Linked DNA regions of Rattus norvegicus: region 1 is linked to region 2. The links are chromatin contacts, called in public Hi-C maps. All regions are on one chromosome and are shown on one strand. Each heading gives the region's core, a stretch centred on a gene start, on an enhancer-like site or on the middle of the called end of the contact. The rest is flanking DNA. Distances are from core to core; before and after follow the strand shown. Region 1 holds the start of Fut8 (fucosyltransferase 8). Region 2 holds the start of Fntb (farnesyltransferase, CAAX box, beta).

Region 1 (6,709 bases), core at 2,336-4,835, 410 kb after region 2:
CATAGGAGACACCTCAAGGGTTTGACTGGAGAGTTAAATGATAGAAGTAAAGAGTTTAGCATGGGGCCTTGTTCTCAGCAATGTTACACCTTCGCTATTATTTTTATTATAGGCGTAGTAAAATGGTAGTAAATTTCAAACTAGTTTCTACATGAATGTTCCCAACTTAGGAAGTGTGATAGCATTCAAGTTCATTAACTTTGATCTAGCTAATCTCTCAATAAAATGGCCATTCATGTACTTCACTTTCATTTCGGTATTTCCCATTATCTAGGAGTTGACTCCTTCTCACCTCACATCCAAGACTCCACAGTTCTAGCTGATGACTAAGAACTGACCGAGGCTGAACCACAGACAAAACTAATGAGCTGCTAGGGCCATCTAGTTCTTAGTGTAACAGGTGATGGAGAATGTTCCGAAGGTTTTTTTTTTTTTTTTTTTTTTTTTTGGTTTTTTTAAAATTTTTTAAAAAAAATTTTTCTTGTGCTGAACCTGTCTGTGATTTTGAGGATAAATAAAGATAGGCTCCTGACTTCATTTCGTAAGGGAGCAGTGAGGGATGAGGTGACATACCATCTTGTGTTAATGCAAATCACAAACTGGGGATTAGAGTCGCAAGTGAGCAGCTGGAGTGAGAAAAGAGAGTGTGAGGAGTTTCAGCCGCAGAGTGGGAGGCTGCAGACTGTAGAGGAAACGCCCTCAAAAGGTGTGCTTTCTGTGAGTGATGTGTACAACCCTTTAGGGACACTCTCCTAGAAACTTAACATGGCCAGAGGGAGATTTGAGTTACAGAGTCCTTTTGGAGAGAAGATAGTTAAAAATACATTTCTTTTTTCTTTACAGTGTTGGAGGTTGAATCTAGGGCTTGTAGTATGCTAGACAAACTGAGCCTTCCTTCCCATTTTTATTTTTGAATCAATTAGTCACTATTATTCTTTGAGACAGGGTTTTGCTATGTATCTGAGGATGGCACTGAACTCACTTGATAGTCCAGGCTAGACTATAACTTAGAACAATCCTTTGGTCTCGGATCCCCCCTCCCCCCATGCTGGGCTTGTATATGCACACACTGATTGATTTAAGACTGTAGTTTTGAAAGAGGCCTACATTTTTCAGAAGTTCATTACTGGTCTATAGCTGGATGTGTAAAGATTCATTTCTGCATGGCCGTTGCTTAGCTGACACTTCTAGTTCTGGGATGGTAGCTACATCTTGGGCATATCCTAGAAGGAGCTTTGAGAACAGTGTACTGTCACACTGAGCAGAGATCAGAATTGCTGAAGAACTACTTTCTCCCTGTATTTTAGAGTCATCAGTTTGGTGCTTTCTTACATACTATGCTGTCCTATAAAGATGGACCAAGTTCTTCACAAAATTTCTAGTGGGTTTTTTTTTTTTAAATAGGAAGTAGGTAGGATGCTTTGATTCCTAGAGTTTTAATATTTCTTAGGGGAAAATTAAAGCCAGAATAAAGGAGCAGAGAGTTTGAGGCACACATAAAGCTTTGACTGTGGAGATCTTCAAGTACTGCAAATGGTAACATATGTTAATTATCTAGAAATGTTTGTTATTTTCCCCTTGAAAACATTCAAGTCACACATACTTGTTAAAGTATTTATTTATTTATTTATTTATTTTTTTTCCTCGGAGCTGGGGATCGAACCCAGGGCCTTGCGCCTGCTAGGCAAGCGCTCTACCGCTGAGCTAAATCCCCAACCCTTAAAGTATTTTTTAAATGCTATGTTTAAGCCCCAAAGTAAACATTCCACCCCTGACTCCTAAAACTGTCGTAGGCTGTGGGTGCAGCCCAGGAGAAAATGCATCCTTTGCAAGCACATACTCACACAGAAGGAAAAATAATTCAGATTTTTGACTGTTGAAACTTTAGCCCTTAACCCATCTAAGTACAGTATAAACCTAAATTTTGTTTATTTCCAACAGAGTACACGACTCATACTCAGAACTGAGAGTCTCCGGGAAGGTATCTACACAATTAAGAAGTGACTACTGATTTGCTGAATGATGACACCCAAGCTTTCTGGTTAGAACATAGTTCTGACTTCACCAGAGTTTGTGTGACCTTCAATAAGTCACTGTGTTTCCTCTAAGATACTTTATTTTGAAGTGACATTAACCCAGTCACAGGTCTGGAAAAGCTTCTCAGGTGAGGAGCTGCTGAAGGCACAGACATTCCCCCTCCCCCCCTTTTTTGAAAGCACTGTCCTTATCATTTTTAGAAACACAGTTCCTGCTCTAGGATAAATATTGGGAATTTATGGGCGCTATTAGTTAGATTGCATTCTTGGCAGGCTACGACCTCTTTAATGTCTTTTGTGTGTCTTTTAATTCTTAGCATATAAAAGGCCGGCCCTGTTAACTCAGATACGTTTCCAAGGTATTTACTAATATGTATCTGTGCTGAGAGGAATGAATAATTGTCTTGAGGGCAGCTTTTCTACTCAGCCACCCGTTTGAGTCCTCAGGTTTTGGGATCTGGATCCCCAGGCTACAGGGAAGAGTTCTGCACGGGAAGCTCATCTTCCAGCACTCTGATTGGCCAGTTCTCACTCCACTCACTGGTTTTCCCGCTCTGATTGGCCCCGGTGGCACCCGGCCGGCGACTACTTTGTGTGCCCTGGCGGCGCGGCTGGGTCCTCCCGCTTAGCTCGCCCTCTAGGACGGTCTGAGGTAGTCCTTCGGCCCACGGCTCAGCATCGCGGGCATCAGGATCCCCGAGTGCGAGCGGGTAGGAAACATCCCTGGGAAAAGCCTCTCCCTCTCTTCTCCGTACTCAATAAACTTCCGCCTCCAAAGGGCTGAGGCAGCCGCGGCTAGGAATGGCCGGGCTTCGAACTCAGGCTCGGCAGGGTTCTTTCTCTTCTGGTGGAGACAGAGCCAACGGGTAGCCAGAACGCCCCGATCCGCGGTGCCATTGTGTGCTCGAACCTTAGCGGATGTGCAGCAGAGAGTACCCTGAAACTAGCACAGAACGGGGTGCGCCTCTGGGCGGTGGGCCCCGCGGGCCAGGGCAGGCAGGGAGCGCTGGTCCCCTCAGCCTCCGACCCTCAGGCGGCTTTCGTCTGTGTAGACGAAAGCCCGAGCACTCGCGCTGCCGCTGTCCGGCTGGAGCTCGGGTCCCGCCGTGGCCGGTGGATGCTGCAGCCCCGCTGTCCACCCGCACAGAGGAAGGGGACGGGGAGGAGCCTGTGCACATGCCAGGGTCGCTGGTGGAGGCCGCGGCCGGCGCATGCGCGCCCTCCCCCAGAAGGCTGGGACGCCGAGGGGCGCGCGCCCCTCTCCGCGCGTGCACGCTCGCTCGCTAGCGCCGGCCCGAGGCTTCCCCGCCTGCGCTCCGGGTCGGAGCCACTCAGGCGCGTGCGCGCGTGGTCTCGGGCCGACCCGAGTGGCCGGGTTCTCTGAGCTCCAGGCCCCCGCCGCCCCCTCCCGGCTCCCAGCCAACCCGTCCTTCCCTTTCCTCACGGAATGGGTCCGGCGCTGCTCGGGGTCGCGCGCCCTGGACCCGGCTCGCGCTCGGTCTCGCGCTGTCAGCCGCTGCCTGGCTCGCGCCGCCTTGCGCTTTCCCTCAGTCAGTGGCGCCGAAGGCTCCGTTAAGCGGCGGCCGCGGTTCCTGTTTCCGTTTCTTCCTCTCCCTTCAGTCGGGAGTAGCATCCTCCACCCCAGCACCCCTCCCACTCTCCCGGCGCGGCCAGCTGCAGCTGAAGGCAGCGGCTGTGGCGACGGGGGACGGCGCCGATCGCCTCGCTCCCGCCGCGGGTAAGGGGGCGTTAGGGAGCCGGGCCCCGCGCGCCGGGGACTCCAGGACGGGGCGGGCGCGGGCTCTGCGGAGCCTGGGCTCGAGGCGCTCCTTCGTCCTCCCGCCGATCCCGGGCCTGTTGCTGCAACTGCTGCAGCTGCTGCTCAGCCAGCGGCCCCGGGAAAAGTGGGGAGGGAGCCTCCGGGACGCTCCGGCGTTGCCTTGGCCCCTTGGGTGAGGGGCGCCGCGGCGTCGGGCATCCCAGGACTCGTGGGATGGGGGCGGGGTGGGAGGTGTCCAACAGCGGATCTCTGCACCTATCGCTCCTTGTCCCCGCAGCTGGGTCCCCGTGGTCAGACCGTGGGAAGGTGGGTTCCTTTGCTTTGCTTTGCTGTGTGGGCTTCTCAGGCTGGAAATCGGAGTGAACCTGTCCAAAGATGCGTTCTGGCGAGTGGCTGAGGCAGGGCAGTTAATGGCCTGGGTACCTCGGTATCCCCTCCCTTTGATCTGCGAATGACAAGCTGGAGGCTTTGGAGTGTCTCAACTTATTTGGGAAGGTTAAATGAGTCACATCAGTTCAGCGGAGGTCTGTCCTGCTGGAGTTGAGGTGGTTTTTTCGGCAGCACCTGTTCTCTGGTTGTGGGCTTTGGAATCCTCTGAGACGTATTTCTTAAGTTAAATGGCATTGTCATGGTTAGGGTTTAGCACCCTGGTGAGCTTTTAGCGCTTTTCCTTAAACGTCGAGGCCTTGGAGAAAAGCAAGGAAAGTAATGTCTTTTCCTTCTTGTGTCTAATTTTGCACGTTACTTTTAAGAAAACGCAAGAAGGTGAGCCCAGGAAAGCCATATCCTCCCGTAGATCACTCAGAACTTAAAGGTTTCAGGGAACAAATGCAACGCAAGTTTTTATCAGTTTAAGAGTTAAATGTATCACAAGTCACTGACTTAACTTAGCCTTTGCTCGGTAGAAACTCTTAAGTAGGTTTTATTTTAGTTGCCTTTTCTTCCTGGGGTTAAGTGCTTATTTATTTTCTTGATTAAAGTTCTGTTATATACATACTTCTTTAAAGGATATATCATATATAAAGTATTTAAGGGGAGATAGTATATACTGAAGCAAAGGAATAAGATGCTTCTTTTCTTTAAGGCAACATAGTCTCTGACAGCTGTACGCCCCTGTACATTGCTGTCCTTATGAAATAAATCTTAATTATAAATACTATAGTATTTTAACACACATATAGCATTTGAAATTGCAGGCTGAGTAAAAATGTAGGGAACAAGAGATGACTAGGCTGTAAGCGTACAAAGGTGGTTTGGAGGTTGGGGTTTTCAGTTTGCTGTTAGAAATCGAGAATTCTGTTTGAGTTCAAGAGCTGAACAGCTGGAATAAAACTTACGTAGATTGCAGGAACGTGCAGAAATGTCTTTGATCAGATAGTTAATATGAAGTGTGTCTTGTGATCTACTAGGAGAGTGATTCAGAATAACTTGAATATGACATACTAAAGACTGTATTTTAAGGATTTTTTTTTTTAAATCTAAAAGTCATTTGAGGTTGTTTTCTCTGCAAATCAGCTGTATTTAATATGTATAGAACTGAGACCAAGACAATCATCCTGATTCTATAAAGTGGTCTTTAAAAAAAAAATTCTAGCTAATTTTTTCAAAGGAGTAACAATGCCCTCAAAAGTGATGAATTTTGAAATTTTCTAGTGGGTTACAAAATTTGTGTTTCTTTTTTCTTTTCTTTCCTTTTTTTTTTTTTAAATGCAGTTATTTTAGGTCGGTCTGGAGGGGGAGCTAGTGCCAAAGCAAAGTGTAGCTTAATAGCTGTTTGAACTTTGAAAACACCTAACCAGATTGGTATACAAATGTACCAGGAGAAGTGTACATTTTTTAATTAAAACACCAGGGGTATTGATGTGGACGTAGTAACTATACATAGTTATTTGTGGGGTGTGTAATTGGACATTAGAAATTAGTTTTAACAATCAATCATGAATAATAAAAGCAGGTGTTTAGGTTTTTTGAATTTTGTATATGAAACTCTGAAAATGTGTACTGAAACTTGAATATGTTGCAGCATTTTCTTAATCCTCTTGAGCAGTGTATTAAAAGTGAAGTGTGTTCCTGACCCTTTGCTCATATTGAATATCTTTGCCTTATGAAATCTATACTCCCAAAAAGGTAAAACAAAAAGCTAAAAAATGAAAAGCTCCAAGTAGAGTCTGGGAGAGGTAGGTATATTCACTGTGTAGTGAATTATCTCTGTCACAACGAGATAATTTTAGTAAAGACATGGCCCTTTAGGTAATTGGACAGCAGTGTCTCAAGGTCATTTTGCAGCCTATAGTATGATGTTGAATCTGTGTGAATATAGAATAGTTATTTTTGTCATGTGTGGCATTTTGTTTCATTTCTAAAGTATGTGTTTGATTTGTGTCTGATCATCACGTGCTCTTTAAATCTACACAAAGAAATTGATAATGATGTGTATTTAAAAATCATTAAAATATTTTTTGAGGATAGTGATGAACCTTTTGTTATTCACATTCTTAAGTAAATAGAACCTTACTAGTGCTAATTAAAAAATAGATTTCTTTCCATTCAGTGGTTGTTATTAATTTACTTTAAAAATTACATTTAGTAAAAGTATATTGGTTTAATTAAATGATGGACATGCACGTTTTATAGCATATTATAAATCTGGAGCTGCTTCACCTTACAAACACAGGGTTTTTTAAAAGTCAGTATGTTTTTTCCTTAAAAAAGGAAGCAAAAGCAAGATTGTGAACACCTGAAACTAAAGGCCTATGCTCTGTCTCAGTGCTGACCTTGTGCTTTCCAGATGAGTGTGATGGTAGGGAGCGTCTATACAGCACTCCCTTTGGCTCTCTTACTCTCTGGCTTATATTTCTCTACTACAGAGTAGACTGTGTGGCTGTTTGAATTG
Region 2 (7,306 bases), core at 1,459-3,958:
GCTAAGGGAAGGAAAAAATGTGACTATAGCAGGAAGTTCCTTAAGACTTTTTATACCTGGTATCCATGGTCGTAATCACCGTCCCACATGTTCCCAGATTTGGTAATCTTCTGGTCTTCTGATACTACAGATTTTCCCCTCACACCAAGATGGGCAAGTGAAAACCGGGTAGTGATGGGGCACGCCTTTAATTCCAGCACTCTGGAGGAAGAGGCAGGCAGATCTCTAAGTTCAAAGCCAGCCTAGTCTACAGAGTGACTTCCAGGACTACCAGGGCTACATAGAGAAACGCTGTTTCAGAAAACAAACAAATGAAAAAGATGGGCACGTGACCGTGTATACCACAGGAAGCCTCCAGCACCAAGCCTCCACCTCACACTTGGGATCTGAGTACCTGTTTGCCTGAGAACGGAGAGATGGTCAATTGTGTAATACTATATAGGCCCTGGATCTTAGACATGTGGCTTGGGGTTGAGTAGGAGCGTATTAGAATGCTCTGAGCAGGGAGTAGAGTGCGTGTTCTATGCATGTGTTGCTACAGATCAAGCTTAACCTTGCACACACTAGGCACTTCCACTGAGCTATACTACCAGCCTCGGGACATCCATCATCTTTTCCCACAACTTCTCATCTTAAATAATTTAACCTCTTACTCTGATGTAGTTTTTTTTTCCTTTCTCATGTGTGCATAAGTATGCATGGCTTTGCATGTTTGTGGGCACATGTTTGTATGTGCATGTGAGGGTCTGAGGTTAATGTTGGGAATCAATCTTATTCTCTCTTTAACCTTAAACCCAGAGCTCACTCACACAGCTGGTCAGCTTGTTCTGGGTACTCACCACCTTGGCCTTCTGAGGCTGGACTGACAGCCCACATACTCACCACTTATGTGGCTACTGTGGCTCTGAACTCTGCTCCTCATGTTGTTCAATAAATTGTATTAAGCCACCCGCCTGCTTCTGATTTAGGTTTTTTGATGTAGGTCCTGGAAAAGATCCTCGTTTATTGCTGTACGAACGTGGTAGGGTTTTCCTAAAGATTAAAACATATATATTTTTAATGTATATTCGTGTGCATATGTACCTCATGGGTGTGAAAGTCTGCAGAGACCAGGAGAGGGTGTTTAAATGCCTGGAACTGGAGTTAAAGAAGTTACCACATGGGTGCTGGGGACCCAACCCAGGTCCTTTGCAAGAGCATCAAATACTCTTTACCAAAGAGCCATCTCTCCAGCCCCATAAATAAAAAGGTCCTCTGTAAGAGCAACAAGTGCTCTTTACCACTGTCTTTCTAGCCCCACAGGGCTTTCCTAAAATCACTTTAACATTGTATTTGTGAGGGATACCCAAGCGTGCACGAGTAAATTTCTGGTATGTTCCTTCAAATCCTGTCTGTCTTCTTATGTCCATGATTGTTTTGTTATAGACGGCTGCTCCTTTAGGTCTCAGCCACCAAATCTAATTAGAATCCAATTTATTCCGTCAGTCTCAGATACTTTTATTTCCTTTCCTTTCTAATTTCCAAAAATTTAATTTTGTATGCAAACCTGTATTTATTGCACTTTCTCTATTTTTAAGTTCTGGTTTGTCGTAACCCCCCTTTTTTTGGTTTGACTGTTTTCTAAAGAGAGAGAGAAAAGAAGGAAGGTGTGGAGTTGGGTGGACAGGGAGATGGGGAAGCTTTGGGTGAGGGGAAACTGTGATCTGAATATATTGCTGGAATATATATATATATATATATATATATATATATATATATAAAGTAACACTAAAAATAAGGCATATGGGTATTTTGCCTGCGTGTACACATGTGCATTACTTGTGTGTATGTTGTCCATGGAGGCCAGAAAAGGGCGTCGGATCCTCTAGAACTGGAATTACAGGTGACTGGAAGTCTCCAGGTGGGGGCTTGGAATCCTCTGGAACTGCAGCCACTGCTGAGCCACCCCTCCAGGCCTGACTCTATTATTTTCTGTCATACCATAATTGGAAGTCATCAAATATTTATGTTCATTTATTTAATTCTGTCTATTCCTCTAAAATGAAATTCAGATGTATTCCAAGGGAAAGGACTTTGTAATTTGGTTCACTTTTGCATTCCTGGACTCTGGCACAGAACAAGTAGCAGGTGCTTCATGAATATTTGTTGACATTTCTTTGGATGGTGCATTTACACTCATTTCTTCTATGGTATTTTAGTTTCTGCCATTGCACTGTAACCTCCAAGGGAGAAAATTACAGTACTCCACTCCTCTATCTCTGAGTACTGAGACCTGCAATTTTGCTAATTTACAGACAAGCTCAGGCTTCTCCTAAGAGGCTGTCAAGGACCCAAAGGTGCGTGGTAATTCTATTAGTTAATAGCGTGACTGAGGCAATAAAGACAGATGTCAGAAATGCTTTTTAAGTTACATTCTTTGGGTTCTTGAACAGCTGAAATCGCAAACTACTGCATTACAATTGGGCAAGAGCGAAACGTTGACTTTTTTTATTATTATTTGCATAATAGATATCCTAGATATCCTTTCTCGCGCTCCAGGAAACTGAGCTCCTGCAGCAGCTCATCTGCCCGACGGGGGGCGGCAGTATCCCAGTAACTCACTTCTTGAAGATGTGTAGGTGGGAGGAGAGATTCGCGTTCATAATCTTTTTGACTCTACCCACTTTCCGTAGCGCCTTAGCCCGCTCGAGTTTCAATGCGCGTTGTTGCTGGACGAAGCTGAGTCCTATACAGCGCTCGCAGCTCTCCCGATCATGGCTTCTTCGAGTTCCTTCACCTATTATTGTCCTCCATCTTCTTCCCCTGTTTGGTCAGAACCGCTGTATAGTCTGAGACCTGAGCACGCGCGGGAGCGGTTGCAAGACGACTCAGTGGAAACAGTCACGTCCATAGAACAGGTGAGGTGGCAGGACTGGGCGAGGCGCCCGCGCGGGGCCTTCTGGGAGTAGGAGTCCCATATGTAGGCCTGTGTGGGTGCAAAACTCTCCATGGAACTACAACTCCCGTAGTGCACTGCGCCCCCGCCCCCGAGCTCTAGGCTCCCAGATTGGGGCTTCTGAGTGGAGCGTTTGCGGGGCTTGCTTGGGTAGGAAAGGGTTGTTGTCAGGGTTGGATTTGGAGAACAGGACAGTACCCCTGTCCTCTCTGCTTCGGAAGTTGTAAAGAATCGTGTTCTGTGTCTGGAGTCTACAGCAGCCTGGGCAGACCAGGTAGCCCGCTCCGTTCTGTCTAGATGTCTTGAGGTTCTAGGACCGACCGCTCACTTTTCCTTCATATGCTCGCAGTTTCTGGACATTTAGGGGACCGAACGGCCGGACTGTGGTCAGGCCATCCCAAAATCGATTTAATTTCTGATCTGCCAGGTCAGATTGAGGCCTACCCCCGTGGTGGGTAACCGTTTGAGCACCTGCTGTTGAACGCTGGGAAAACAGTAAAAGATAAACAGCCCCTAGGCAAGAGCCTGGTTGGGGAAGACAGACTGGAAAACTGTATAGTTCAGAAAGAACAAAAAAGTATGGGGTTTGAGCTGCTTGTGAGTCACTAAGGCCTAGGGTATACCAGACATGCCATTTTGAAAAGTGTTTAAGGTGTGAGTAGTGAATTTCATTTTTCTCCCTCTCCATTTGGAATTGTTCCCAAATTGGCGGTTGTAGAGCTGTTTACCCATCTGTTACTAGAAGTGGTCAGGATGAGTCTTGTCACTAAGAATGGGCATGCAGCCACTTACTAAGATCTTACTAAGCTTAGTACCCAGGCTTAACTGTGGAGGGACCCGCTTCATCCTTCCTGCCTTAAGGTGGGAGCCTCTATTTAGGGAAAACCAACAGCAAATAATGATTATATAGATTTGTAATTTTCATGTGTGTGACTGTGTATTTTTTGTTTGTGGGAGTTGATGCCAGGGCGCACCATGTGGGTTCGGAAGATCCAGCTGAAGTTGGCAGGCTTGCATAGCAAGCATCTCTACCTTCTGAGCCACCTTGCTTGCCCTAAAGAAAATTCATAACAAAACAAGGGATTGGACACATGGTTATTCACGTAGTCGCAGAGGCCTTGTGGGCTTTAGGGGTAATAAAGGAAACTTACTTTTTGACTTCAGCTCTCTGACTTAGTTAACTGTCCCCCACAGAAGTCTTTTACAAAACATTGCAAAGAAATCTTTCATCAGTAACAAAAACCTGAAGGCCCTGAATTCAGTCCCCAGCTCTGAAAAAAAGAACCAAAAAAAAAAAAAAAAAAAAAAAAAAAAAAGAGTTGCAGTTAGTAGGAAGGTGGACTGGCTGGTTTGTGTGTCAACTTGACACAAGCTGAAGTCATCAGAGAGGAAGGAGCTTCAGTTGTGGAAACGCCTCATGAGATCCAGCTCTGGGGCATTTTCTCAATTGGTGATCAGTGGGGGAGAGCCCCGCCCATGGGGGGTGGTACCATCTCCAGGCTGATGGTTCTGGGATCTATAGAAAATCGTACTGAGCAAGTCAGGGAAGCAAGCCAGTAAGAAGCACCCTCCAGTGACCTCTGTATCGGCTCCTGCCTCCACGTTCCAGCCCTGGCCTTCTCCAATGATGAACTGTGATCTGGAAGTATAAGCCGCCAAATCAACCCTTCCTCTCCTATTTGCTCTTTGGTCATGGTGTTTCGTCGCAGCAACAGAGACCCTGACTAAGAAGATAATGTGATATTTCATTTTTTTTAAATCCTTACTTATTTTTTCATATGAGTACACTGCAGTTATCTTCAGACACACATTAGAAGAGTGCATCAGATTCCATTACAGATGGTTGTGAGCCACCATGGGTTACTGGGAATTGAACTCAGGACCTCTGGAAGAGCAGTCAGTGCTCTTAACCGCTGAGCCATCTCTCCAGCCGGTGATACTTCATTTTTATGGCTTCCTCTGCATTTTAATAATCACCACACTGACCGTTCATTTGGTTCCAGCGGAGTGCTCAGTGCTCTCCGAATGTGTCACTCAGTCCTTAACACATTCTGACAGAGAAGGCAGAGGCTCAGAGAACTGTCTGGTTGGTGGCTAACATAGTGCAGCCATAAGAAATAACATTGCTGGGAGGAATTGTCCAAGAGCGTACTGTGTGAATTTTTTGGATTTGACCAAAGCTTCCTCAAAGATTTGCTGACAGCTCAGTTTTATGTCACGACAATAAGGATTAATGCTTGCTATCTCATTACTTGGAAACCTTCATTTATTAAACAGTAATGTAAGAATTTAATAACAGGAGTAAAACTTGTAAGGAGTGCAAAGAGCTCTTTCTCATGAGGCCTTCTATTCTGTTCATTTACTTTGAGGAAATTCTTGAGGGCACGAGTGATGGCTCAGTGGTTAAGAGCATTGGCTGCTCTTCCAGAGGACCTGGGTTCAATCCCTAGGACCCTACAAGGTGGCTCACGGCTGTCTGTAACTCCAGTCTCAGGGCGTCTGATGTCCTATTCTAGCTTCTGGGGGTTCTTCCTGTATGTGGTGCACAGACATAGCACTCATACACACAAAAGAATAAAATGAAAATTTTTAAAGAAATCTCTTAGGTGCTAGACACCGCTCAGACACTTGGCATGAGTCAGTGAACAAAGGACATGGGTTTGATGTTTTTAAGGAATTTTAAGAGAATTGTTCCAGGCCAGGGAGTCAGCCAATTAAGGAAAGAAAAGCATGAGGAATGGGGGTGTTACTTTGGTAGAGCATGTGCTTAAACATGTGCAAGGCCGGATCTACAACCAGTTCCACAGAGAAGGGAGGATAAAAAGGAGTTTTCTAGAAACTTAAAACACAGTGAGCAGAGGGTTGCCAAGGATATCATGCTTGATCTGATCGTGTTTGAAGTATCCGAGGGGACCAAATGGATGAGCGTTCTGGGCTGGGAAAGCGTATGCAAAAACCTGAGGTGGGAGTGTGCCAGGTGTGGACAGGCCAGGAGACAGGAGATGAAATGGAATCATGTGTGGCTGATGGCTGCTGAGTTTGAAAGGGCCAATTGAGTTGAGAAGCCACTGGCTGGAAAGCTTGCATTTACCAAGCATACTCACCATAGATCTTTAGATTTGCCTCAGGAAGTAGATCTGTATTAACAGTCTCCCTTGTCTCTTGTGCTGGGATTGAGCCATGAAATATTGCTAGAAGTCAAGAGAGTGAAGGATGAAATCAGAGCATGTCCTCACTCCTGCAGTGCTGTGACCTGAAGTCTTCCCAGTCTTAAATTCAGATCTCCAGTACCTTCTCCAGAGACCCTTACTCTCTCTCAACACCCCTTCCCTTCCCACTTTCAGACCTTTGAGCTGCCAGGACTCAGCAGCTCTGAATCGTAACTTAATAGAGTGCTCAGGTTACTGTCAAGAATCGCATTTGTGTGTGGGGAGGAGGGGTTGGGCTGGAGAAATGGCTCAGCTGTTGAGAGCGTGTGCTGCCTTTCCAGAGGACCTGACTTTGGTTCTTGGCACACACAGGGTGGTTATAACCTGGAACTCCCACTCCAGGGGTATCTGAGGCCTCTGCTCTCCAAGGGCACCCACACTCAGGGGCGAATAACACACACACACACACACACACACACACACACACACACACACACACACACACGGAGATTAGGGTGGAGATAAGAGGCAGGGCTTGGGAGGCTATTGCACTGCTCTTGGTGAGAGGTGACAGAGTGTAGTCAGTTTCTTGACAGTTGTGAAGGTCTATCCCTTGATAAGGATTTTGCCAGTGGATGTGATGCGCAAGGGCCTTTTCTGAGTAGATAGCAAGGTGAGGTTGTGCTATTAACGTCCACCCTCATCATTATCCTGCCATTGGAATCACCTTATTGCAAACTTCAAATTACTATGGATAGTCTCAGTCTCAGTGGTGGCCTTGCTAACATTTGTTTCTAACTGCTGTTTGTTTTCAGTTTACCCTTGAACAGAGAAACAGAGAACAAAAACATCTTCCACTTTCCACAGGGTCTCTCAGTCCTGGAACTCACCCTGTCCATTAGGGTGGCCTTGAACTCAGAGATCCACCTGCCTCTGCCTCCTAAGTGTTGAGATTAAAGGTGTGTGCCACTGTCACAGACTGAATCTTCCACTGGAAATGGAAGGGTTGTTTCTGTCAGACAACTCTAAGGGGAATGTGAGATGGTATTATTTAAATGTCAAATCTAGGTAAATCCGAAAGGGAGGGTGAAGTTGGCTATGGTGGTGCATACTCCATAATCCCAGCATTTGGAGGATGAGTCAAGGAAACCATAGTTCAAGGCCAGTTTATGCTACGTTGCAAGACCCTGTTTATAAACAAACAAATAGGGCTGGAGAGATG

What was found. A called contact is a pair of places that touch in the nucleus more often than the background predicts.
Region 1: a contact with region 2 is called in a Hi-C map of Schwann cells, with 4 times the contacts expected there. The contact joins the promoter of Fut8 here to the promoter of Fntb in region 2.

Annotation. Positions count from the first base shown.
Region 1 is chr6:101,679,703-101,686,411 of GRCr8, forward strand. Fut8 (fucosyltransferase 8) reads left to right here and starts at 3,586. Exons shown (of 12, transcript NM_001412189.1): 1 at 3,586-3,774.
Region 2 is chr6:101,267,014-101,274,319 of GRCr8, forward strand. It overlaps Fntb (farnesyltransferase, CAAX box, beta), which reads left to right and starts at 2,709. Exons shown (of 12, transcript NM_172034.2): 1 at 2,709-2,897. The coding sequence starts at 2,754.